2 separate regions of the Capra hircus genome follow, and region 2 is linked to region 1. The links are chromatin contacts, called in public Hi-C maps. All regions are on one chromosome and are shown on one strand. The core of a region is the stretch at or near the end of the contact, and the rest is flanking DNA. Distances in the headings are between cores, read along the strand shown. Region 1 has its middle 36 kb from the start of LYPD3. Region 2 holds the start of ETHE1 (persulfide dioxygenase ETHE1, mitochondrial).

Evidence for each region. A called contact is a pair of places that touch in the nucleus more often than the background predicts.
Region 2: a contact with region 1 is called in a Hi-C map of blood, with 4 times the contacts expected there. The contact joins the promoter of ETHE1 here to the enhancer-like site in region 1. A contact is called at or near these places in 2 of 5 Hi-C or Micro-C datasets (both in blood).

The regions. Positions count from the first base shown.
Region 1 is chr18:52,651,633-52,656,752 of ARS1.2, forward strand. No RefSeq gene overlaps it. Among named protein-coding and RNA genes, the nearest start is that of LYPD3, 36 kb to the right of the region's middle. Within about 2 kb of position 1,944, at least 2 of the 5 cell types and tissues checked have an H3K27ac peak or open chromatin away from gene starts, as enhancers often do.
Region 2 is chr18:52,737,782-52,743,060 of ARS1.2, forward strand. It overlaps ETHE1 (persulfide dioxygenase ETHE1, mitochondrial), which reads right to left and starts at 3,076. Exons shown (of 7, transcript XM_018062515.1): 1 at 2,914-3,076; 2 at 2,344-2,488; 3 at 2,030-2,178. The coding sequence starts at 2,994.

The DNA.
Region 1 (5,120 bases), core at 694-3,193:
GCGTAGGCCTAGGGTAGAAATGCTGTGCACTGATGCTGGCCTCACTACAGAGGATTGTAGCCCTTTCAAAACAAGGGACTGAATCCCAGCTTTGTCACTCCCTAGCTGTGTGACCTTGGAAATATTCATTAACTTCTCTGTGCCCCAGTATCCTCATTTGTACAGTGGAATAATCATAATTTGTAGTGTGGTGGTGGTTGTTCATTCATGTGAAATGACTTAGTCTTCAAGAAGCTCTTAGAACATCACCTTGTACAGAAGAAGAGCTCTGGGACTTCCCTGATGGTCCAATGGTTAGGACTCTGCCTTTCCACTGCAGGGGGCACAGGTTTGATCCCTGGTCAAAGAACTAAGATCCCATAAGCTGGGCAGCATGGCAAAATAAAAAGAAGAAGAAGAGCTCAAAGTCATTATCGGAATAATATTGAGATGAAATCTCAGTAATGAATAGGGGAAGACCTGGCCACCCACTTCTGCAGGGACCAATTGGGTATGGAGAGCCTTGCCAAGCAGGAGATGTCATTTTGGGTTTTATGTTCTTTTGCCAGAGCCTGATGGCCCACTCACAGCCACCACAGCCAGTGCTGATTCAGATCTGTGACCCATAGAGGGTGACACGAGTCTTTCTGTTGGTACCGAAACTGTGGCTCGGTGTGGGAGATAGAATGCGTACACACGTGCTCAACTGCTTCAGTCGTGTCCGACTCTGTGTGACCTGGTGGACTGTAGCCCCCAGCTTCCTCTGTCCATGGGGTTCTCCAGGCAGAAATACTGGAGCGGGTTGCAGTTTCCTCATCCATGGGATCATCCCAACCCAGAGATTGAGCCCGTGCCTCTTTTGTCTCCTGAATTAAGCAGGTGGATTCTTTACGACTAGTGCCACCTGGGAAGCCCGGGAGATAGAATAATGCCCCCCCTAGAATTTCCACATCCTAATCCCTAGGACCTGTGACTATGTGATGCTGTGTGGCAAAAGGGGATTTGCAGGTGTGCTTAACTCAAGCATCTTGAGATGGGAAGATTATCCTGACAATTATCAGGAAAGGTCCAGTGTAACTACTTGGGTCTTTATACAAGGGAGGCAAGAGGGTCAGAGTCAGAGAAGGAGATGTGTGGACAGAAGCAGAAGTCAGAGTTATGTGGCTGGGAGCCAAGGAATGCAGGCAGCCTCTGGAAACTGGAAAAGGCAAGGAGCAGATTCTTTCTTAGAGCCTCCTTTTTTTTTTTTTTTTTTCCCTTTTAAAAAATATTTATGAATTTGGCTGCACCAGGTCTTGTGGGGTCTTTAGTTCCAGCATGCGAACGCTTAGTTGCATCATGCGGGATCTAGTTCCCTGAGCAGAGACAACCTGGGCCCCCTGCAATGGGAGCGTGAAGTCTTAGCCACTGGACCATGAGGGAAGTCTCTTTTGAAAGAAGAAGGCTTTTGATTTTAGCCCAAGAAGACCTATGCAAGATTTCTGACCTCCAGAACTGTAAGATAATAAACTTGTGTTATTCTAAGCCATTAAGATTGTGGTCAGCTGTTATAGCAGCGATTGGAAACTAATACACTCAATGTAAGCAATGTCTGGGCAATTTGGTGGTGTTTGTAGCTGTACGCCTAAATTTTTTTTTTAATTTAAATAGGAAATACGATCCCCTGGTTCAAAATTCAGCAAGTGTATACAACTACTTGAGAAAACTGTTTCTCAGTATTCTGCTAAACATATATATATACATATATCCTTTAACCCTGCACTTGCAGCCCTGCCTACATACTGGATAGGAGGGCATAGGTATGTCCACCAAAGGACTCAGACAAGAATGTTCCTGGCAGCAATATTTGCAGTTGCCAAAAATTGGACGTATGGGACTCTCAGAACTCAACCTGGCTCAAGACTCTGTCTGGAAGCACTTCCTAATCGTTGGGCTGTCCCTGCACCTGGGCAGCCCTCCCGGGAGGTTGGTGGGCGCAGGCTGAGGGTGCCAGGGTGTGGGCTGATAACGTCCTCCCAGCTCCAAGCTGGGTGCAGTGATAGGACTGGGAAGAGCCTGGAACACCATCAGTGTTACAAGAGCCCAACACTGAACCCAGGTCCTTTGCCCTGGGCCAGAATAATATCTCTGCGTGGCTGGCACCTCCCCTGTACCTCCTACTGCTTTGAGATAAGTATCAAGAAATTTGAGCTCTGATTGGTAACACATAGGGAAAATAATTAATACTCCAAATGCATGATGCTGCTGTGTGCTAAGTTGCTTCAGTCCTGTCCGACTCTTTGCGACCCTCTGAACTGCAGCCTGCCAGGCTTCTCTGTCCATGGGATTCTCTAGGCAAGAATAGTGGTGTGGGTTGCCATGCCCTCCTCCAGGGGATCTTTCTGACCCAGAGATCAAACCAAGTCTCATGTCTCCTGCATTGACAGCCGGCTTCTTTACCACTAAGGCCACTTGGAAAGGCCAAATGAATGATACAGCTTCCAAATGTGAAAGAATGGGCTTGGGCTTGCCAGATTAGCTGTAAAAGGATTGCTGTTATTCCAGACTTGACTTTCTCAAAGCCTATGAGCCCTGAGAATAGGGAGGCTACTCCAGATCAAGAGTCAGGAAAAACCCACACCCGCAGTTCCTGTAAGAATGACAACTGCAGAGACCAGCCCCTCCGTTCTGCATGCTGTGTTGCCAGAGAGATGGGAGTGTGCCTGCGTCCCGGTCAGGCCTCTGTGCCCAGACAGCTGTCTCCATTCTGAGGGTGACAGCCCAGTGAACCTCGCTTAAAAAAAAAAAAAAATACCCAGGGAAGTTCTAGAATCATCTGGATCCAATCATTTTTACAAGCAGCAAAAGTTCTGGGAAACTTACTTGTGGAAACCACTCAATTTTCTTCGCTCGTCAAATGGAGGTAATCATAATCTGGCTATAGGGAACTGCTGGGATGATTAAGTGGCTTCTGCAGGGCACACAAGAAGGAATGTGGGTTTGCAGGGCTCAAAGCTTACACAAGAACTAGGAGGAAAGATTTCGAAATGACTCCAAAGATCTTAGGATGCATGAATCCCTCATCTGCACCTTTATTTACAAAGCAAGGCTTCATTGAGCTAAAGACAAAAATTCAGAAAAACATAGCCCATGTATAATTGAATGATAAATAGATCTAAATTAATATATTTAGATTAAAAACCTCAAATCAGATAATGCAGGGACCTCCCTGGTGGGCCAGTGGCTAAGACTCAGGTTCAATCCCTGGTCAGGGAACTAGATCCCACATGCTGCAACTAAGAATTCGAATGCCACGATAAAAGATTGCTCAGGCTGCAACTAAGACCCAGGGCAGCCAAAGGAAAATAAGTAAATAAATAAATATTTTTAGAAAACAGATAATGCAATGATATGATCAAATAAGGCATTCACTCTTCAACAGCCAGCAAACGTGGATGTCTTCCAAGCTTCCCGCCAGCTCCCTCTAGACAGCCACACCCAAATGAGAAATGTAGACACAACAGCTTCTTCCCCCTGCCATTCTCCCTATTGTGTTCCCTAATGGCAACCCACTCCAGTACTCTTGCCTGGAAAATCTCATGGACTGAGAAGCTTGGTAGGCTACAGTCCATGGGGTCGCAAAGAGTCGGACACGACTGAGCAACTTCACTTTCCCTTTCCCCACATAAACCCTGTCCACCCTGGGCCTGAGAGTTTTCTGCAAAGAGCCATGACCTGGGAGCTCTCTGGGGTCCTCTCAGAGACAAGCTCTGATGTCTCCTGCTGGGGAGCAGAGCCCAAGATCTCTGAGCTGATGATAACTTTTGGCCCCCGATTCCTCACCCCTCCCCGTATTCACACTCTTTACCATGTAACTTTGTAGTTACATGACTCTGGGTTGGCTGTGGGACCTGCTTTCACCAGCAGAATGAGTTGGAAGTGACAGAGCGCCAATCCCCAGCCTAAGTCTTAATTGAGGGGCCCCCACCCATTTCAACCTGTACTTTTGTTGCGATGAGACCAGGCTAGATCACCCAACAGCTGACACCCCACCACCACCCCCTACCCTGCCCCAGACTTGTGGGTAAGCACAGCTGAGCCCAGGAAAACCATTCAGCCAAGATCAGCCTAAATTGCCCAGGCACCACAAACTTGTGAGCTAAATGAAAGTTACTGAGGGTCAGGGCTGGTTTGTTACACAGCATTGCTACTGCAGAAGCTAAATGGTATGGGAAATCTGCAGGTCCAAACTAAGCTACCAGAAAAAGTGCCAAAGCCAGAGTACTTTCCCAAATGGGTCCTGACCTATTTACCAAGCCTCCTTGGCCAGGCTCCCTCCCACACAAAGATGCACCCTTTTCCCAGAACAAGGGGGATTCTCTCAGGCCTTGACTACCTGTCCTTTAAAGCTCTGCTCTAATGTCACTTCCTTCAAGAAGACATCTTGGAACCCAGGCAGTGTCCACAGCTGAATATAGTTCAATGTTGTCGCTGCATTAGCCAAATATTGAAACAGGAGTACTCTGCAGAGCCAGGGAGCTAATGTTCAGGGGATTTCTCAGGAAAGAATACCAGGGTGTGTCTGCCTTTCTCCAAGGCTCCTAGAAAGCAGGGACTCCTAAGAGGAGGTGTCGGGGTCAGGGCCAGGGTAGATGCTAACTCAGCTGACCGTGCTCCATCCAGCCACCAAAGGGCGTTCTCAAAACACCAACCTGACTTCTTGGCTTCAAATTCCCACAGTGGCTCCGAGTTATTCTTGATTGCTTTCGGTTCAAATCCTGGGTCCACCACTTGATTCATTCTGAAACTCTGGACTAGAGACTACCTCTCCAGATCTCTATTTCTCCATGGGGTCGTTCAGTTCAGTTCAGTCGCTCAGTCTGTCCGACCCTTTGCAACCCCATGAACCACAGCACGCCAGGCCTCCCTATCCATCACGGACTCTGGACTCTACCCAAACTCACGTCCGTTGAGTGGGTGATGCCATCCAAACATCTCATCCTCTGTCATCCCCTTCTCTTCCTGCCTTCAATCTTTGCCAGCATCAGGGTCTTTTCAAATGAGTCAGCTCTTCACATCAGGTGGCCAAAGTATTGGAGTTTCAGCTTCAACATCAGTCCTTCCAATGAACACCCAGGACTGATCTTTAGGATGGACTGGTT
Region 2 (5,279 bases), core at 1,826-4,325, 87 kb after region 1:
ATGATACCATTTCTATGGAATATCCAGAATAAGCAAATCTATAGAGACTGAAAGGAGATTAGCGGTTGCCTACAGCCATGGGAGTGAAAGAAGGGCACACTGGGGTGACAGCTAAGGGGTGCAGAATCTTCTTTCTGGAGTGAGGAAAATATTCTAAAATGAATTGTGGTGAAGGATGTGCAACTCCGAATATACTAAGTCACTGAATATGTATTTTAAATGCGTGAACTGGATGGTATGTGAACTATATCAATAAAGCTGTGTAAAAAAACCAAGCACTGAGAGTTCCCTGGTGGCCCAGTGGACTGGACTCCATGCTTCCACTGCTGTGAAAAGTAAAAGTGAAACTGACTCAGTCGTGTCCGATTCTCTGTGACCCCATGGGACTACACAGTCCATGGAATTCTCCAGGTCAGAATACTGGAGCGGGTGGGTAGCCTTTCCCTTCTCCAGGGAATCTTCCCAACCCAGGGATGGAAACCCAGGTCTCCCACATTGCTGGTGGATTCTTTACCAGCTGAGCCACAAGGCAAGCCCAGTGCCGTGGCCCCAGTTTAATCCCTGATCAGGGAACTAAGATCCTGCAAGCTGCTCCACACAACCAAAAAAAGAAAAGCACTAAAACAACCTTCCATAGCTAAAGCCTTCCACACTGATTAACTGAAAACATCACTCATCCAATATAACAAAGGGCTCCCCTTGACACATAACTCCAACTGTTTCTAACACCTCTAATGCTTGTTAGAACCTGCCTATTAAACACAGTGTACATAAATGTCCAATGCATTTTCTTTTTACTTCCTTCCAGGAAAAGACTTGAAATAAAGAAGCTGTGACCAGTGGAGCTAAACCCTCTGATCCCAAATTAGGAGTCTGGGATTAACATATACACGCCACTATACAGGGATGCTGCGATTCATGGGGTCGCAAAGAGTCGGACACGACTGAACGACTGAACGACTGAACTGATACAGAAAATAGATAACCAACAAAGACCTACTGCATAGCACAGGGAACCCTACTCAATATTTTGTCATAACTCGATACGGGAAAAGAATCTGGGAAGAATGGGTCACTGAGTCACTTTGCTGTACACCTGAAACTAACACAACATTGTAAATCAACTAAATGCCAATATAAAATAAAAATTAAATTTAAAAAGTAATGATAAACCTTCCGATCCCACACACAGACCTCATGTCCACAAAATCTTCTGACTCAGATAGACTGATCTCGTTTAGCAAAACCTGGAGACAAAGTCCTCACCCTGTCATCTAACATTCTGTCTACAAAGCCAGCCAAACTCTCTTCAGTGTTTCGAAACTCTGATCAGAAATGAGTTCTGCCAGCTGTTTCCCCTTCCCCCTGAGGGCAACTCCCCCTAGCACCCTCCTCACCCATCATATTGCCCTGGGTTAAAATTCTGGCCGGAACCCTGCTGATATTGCTGGTTGCAAGAAAAAGGAGGTAGGAACCTTCAGACCATTGCTGTGTGAGGCAATAGCGGGGCTGGAGTTAGGGTGAGGCAAGCAGGCTCCTAAAGGGGCGCAATATTTAAGGAGGCACCCACTGGAAGGTGCCAGCCCTGTCGTTTCACAGACGTGAGAATGAGCGCCTCCTTAAGTGTTGCGCCCGAGGCACCTCACTTGCCTCACCCTAGTTAGTCCTTGCTCTGGGGCTGCTGGATGCACCTTCTTCTATCTATGACCTTGGAATTCCAGCTCCAGTTAAATATTATGAGACTCCAACTGCAAAGGAGTTGCCACAAGGTTACAGAAAACTCTTTTAAGTGTTGTTGACTTAAGGGGTTCGGTCAGAGGCACACCTGCCAGAGACTCTTGGCCCACTTTTCCACCTGGGTTTATGGTGCCCTCCTCCCAGAGACAGAAACTCCTCCAAGAGACAGATAGGAACTCAGGCCTGGCCGCCCCTCCTACCCCAGGTCTCAGAAGCCCAGGCCTCCATCCCCACTTCCCTTTAGCACAGGAAGTCCAGGCCACCTCCCTCTTAGGCCCAGCATCCAACTCACGAAGCGCCCGAACTGGATGGAGTCTCCATCCTCAATGTGCCAGTCAGCCTGGGCCCCGCTAAGGCGGGAGATGACAGACTGGCAGCCGGGAAGTAGGGACCGGAGCAGCCCGGAGCCGGTAATGTGGTCCGCATGGCAGTGGGTATTCACTGGGAGAGAGAGGAGGGCCAGGTCCGGGAGGGCACAGAGAGGACCCGGGATTCCAGCCCCCAGCGCCCGCCCCCGCCGGCCCTGAGACCCAGGAGTCCGGGTCTCCGGCTTCCCGCTCCAAGCTGCGGCCCCGCGCCCTCAGACCCTAGGAGCTCCACACTGACCCGCATACAGCAGCCGCAGCCCCAGCTCCTTGACCAACTGGGCATCTCGTTGCGCTGTCTCCAGAACCGGGTCGATCAGAACCGCCTCTCGGGACTCTCGGTCCCCCAGAAGATAAGTATAGGTGCAGCTCTTGGACTCAAACATCTGGGAAACGGGGCGGGTACAGCTAAGAGCGCAGAATCGGACTTCCACTCATTGCGGGCCCAGGAGCCCAGGCCTCAACTCGAGTGTCTTCCTAAGATCTCGGCCCAGAAACTCCAGACCCGTTTTACTGTCTAAACCAAAGAATTCCAACATCCATCCGTCCCCAAATTTGGGTCCCCATCACCCATTCTGAAATAGAGGCAGGTTGCCGGCCCCAAGCCCGGGGGATTCCAGAACCACCCCACCCTCACCCCACCCCCACCACCACCACCTTTAAAGGACTCAAGAGTCTAGCCCCACACCACTTCCTCCAAGATCTAGGATTGGGGCCAGGGTATCTCTCCGGATTTAAAGGACCCAGGAGTTCCGCCCTTGCACCCGCTCAGGACCCAGTAATCTTGCTCCCGGGTCCAGCCACAGCGAACCTGCCGTAGGAGAACGGGGGCTCCAGACCCTGTGTGTTGACTGAGCCGTCGGCCGGCGACCTTCAGTGCAGACCCCGCCATGGTGCCCAAGGAAGAGTAGGGACGGAGCGGAGGACGAATGCCCGCGGAAGCCCGCTGCTCCGCTGGCTGACCCCGGAGGGGCAGGGCGGGGGCGGGGCCCGCCTTAAAGGAGCCGCGACTGCCCGGACCGAGGGCGGGGCTGAGCAGAGCGAGGCTGGCGAGTTTGGAAAGACTGAAGAGAGGAGACAGCAAGACCCGGAGAAACAAAGAACAGTCACCTCACACCGGCCTGAATGGCCATCATCAAAAGTCTATGAACAATAAATGGTAGAGAAGGTGGGGAGAAAAGGGAACCCTCCTACACTGTTGGAAGAGTTACAACCACTATGTGGAGAACAGTATGCTGCTAAGTCGCTTCAGTCGTGTCCGCCTCTGTGCGACCTCACAGACGGCAGCCCACCAGGCTCCCCCGTCCCCGGGATTCTCCAGGCAAGAATACTGGAATGGGTTGCCATTTCCTTCTCCAATGCATGAAAGTGAAAAGTGAAAGTGAAGTCGCTCAGTCGTGTCCGACCCTTAGCGACCCCATGGACTGCAGCCCACCAGGCTCCTCCGTCCATGGGATTTTCCAGGCAAGAGTACTGGAGTGGGGTGCCATTGCCTTCTCCGGGAGAACGGTATAAAGGTTCCTTAAAAGAAAAAAAGCGTCTGCCTACAATGTGGAAGACCTGGATTCGATCCCTGGGTGGGGAAGATCCCCTGGAGAAGGAAACGGCAACCCACTCCAGTACTCTTGCCTGGAAAATCCCGTGGACGGAGGAGCCTGGTACGGTACAGTCCATGGGGTCACAAAGAGTGGGACACGACTGAGCGACTTCACTTCACTTCTTCACTTCAAAAAAATAAATAAATAAAAATACAACTACCATATGATCCAGCATTCTCCCTCCAGGGGCACATATCCAGAGAAAAGCACAATTTGAAAAGAAGTATGCCCTCCAACATACCCTGCAGCACTCTGTACCACAGCCAAAACAGGAAGTAATCTAAATGTCCATCAGCTGGGGGAATGGATAAAGAAAGTGTGGCACATAAATAAAAGGGAATATTACTCAACCATTAAAAATGAAATAATGCACCATGAATAGACCTAGAGATCATCCTACTACCTGAAGTAAGTCAGAGAGAAAGATGAATAGCATGTGCTATCACTTATACGTGGAATCTTAAAAAATGATACAAATGAACTTATTTACAAAACAGAAACAGAGTCACAGACTTTGAAAACAAATGTATGCTTACCAACGGGGGACAGGTTGAGGGGAGGGATAAATTAGGCATTAACATACACACACTGCTACATATAAAATAGAGAAACAGCAAGGTCCTACTGTATAGCGCAGGGAACTCTGCTCGGCATTCTGTAATAAGCTGTATGCGAGAAGAATCTGAAAAGAACGGATGTGTGTGTACGTAAAAATGAATCACTTTGCTGTTCACCTGAAACTAACACAACATTGTAAATCAACTCTACTCTGATATAAAATAAAAAATAAATTTTTTTAAAAATCAGAAAGACAAAACACAGGAAGATACTCAAAGGTCAAGGGAGGTACATTGGGAGAAGCACAGACTTCTTTCTCTGGAGAAGTAGAAATCCAATAAGAGACCCCAATACACTCATAGCTCTGGGGCCACTTTATAGGAAACCCAGGCAGTTGGACACTCATTTCTAGAAAAAAAAAAAAGTTTGGCGCAATGTCATTAGTGTCTTGAGGGGCTGTTGGATGGGTGCCTGGTTCTAGAACAACATATTATCCAATTAAAGTTTATTTTAAATTCGCTTAAGTATTTTATCCGGAATGTTTATCTCTTCCCAGGAAAAAAATCATTAAAAAAAATAATTTCCCAGAATTCCCTGGGCGTTCAGGGTTAAGACTCGGCACTTTCACTATTGACAGGTCTAAGATCCCACAAGCCATTAGGTGCAGCTAAATAAATAAATAAATGCTTGCTAAGTTTCTTCAGTCATGTCTGACTCTTTGCAACACTATGGACTGGCTCCTCTGTCCATGGGATTCTCCAGGCAAGAATACTGGAGTGGGTTGCCATTTCCTCCTCCAGGGGATCTTCCCCACCCAGGGATCAAATCTTCATCTCTTAGTCTCCTGCATTGGCAGGCAGGTTCTTTACCATTAGTGCCACCTGGAAAGCCCCAAATAAATACATAATTTTCCATGATGCCTTGCAAAATCGGGTTTGGAATCATTTGGCCTCTTTTGGAATGTGAACCTCTAAAAATGGCTTTTGTTAATTTACACCAAGGACCTAGAGTTGGTGTAAGA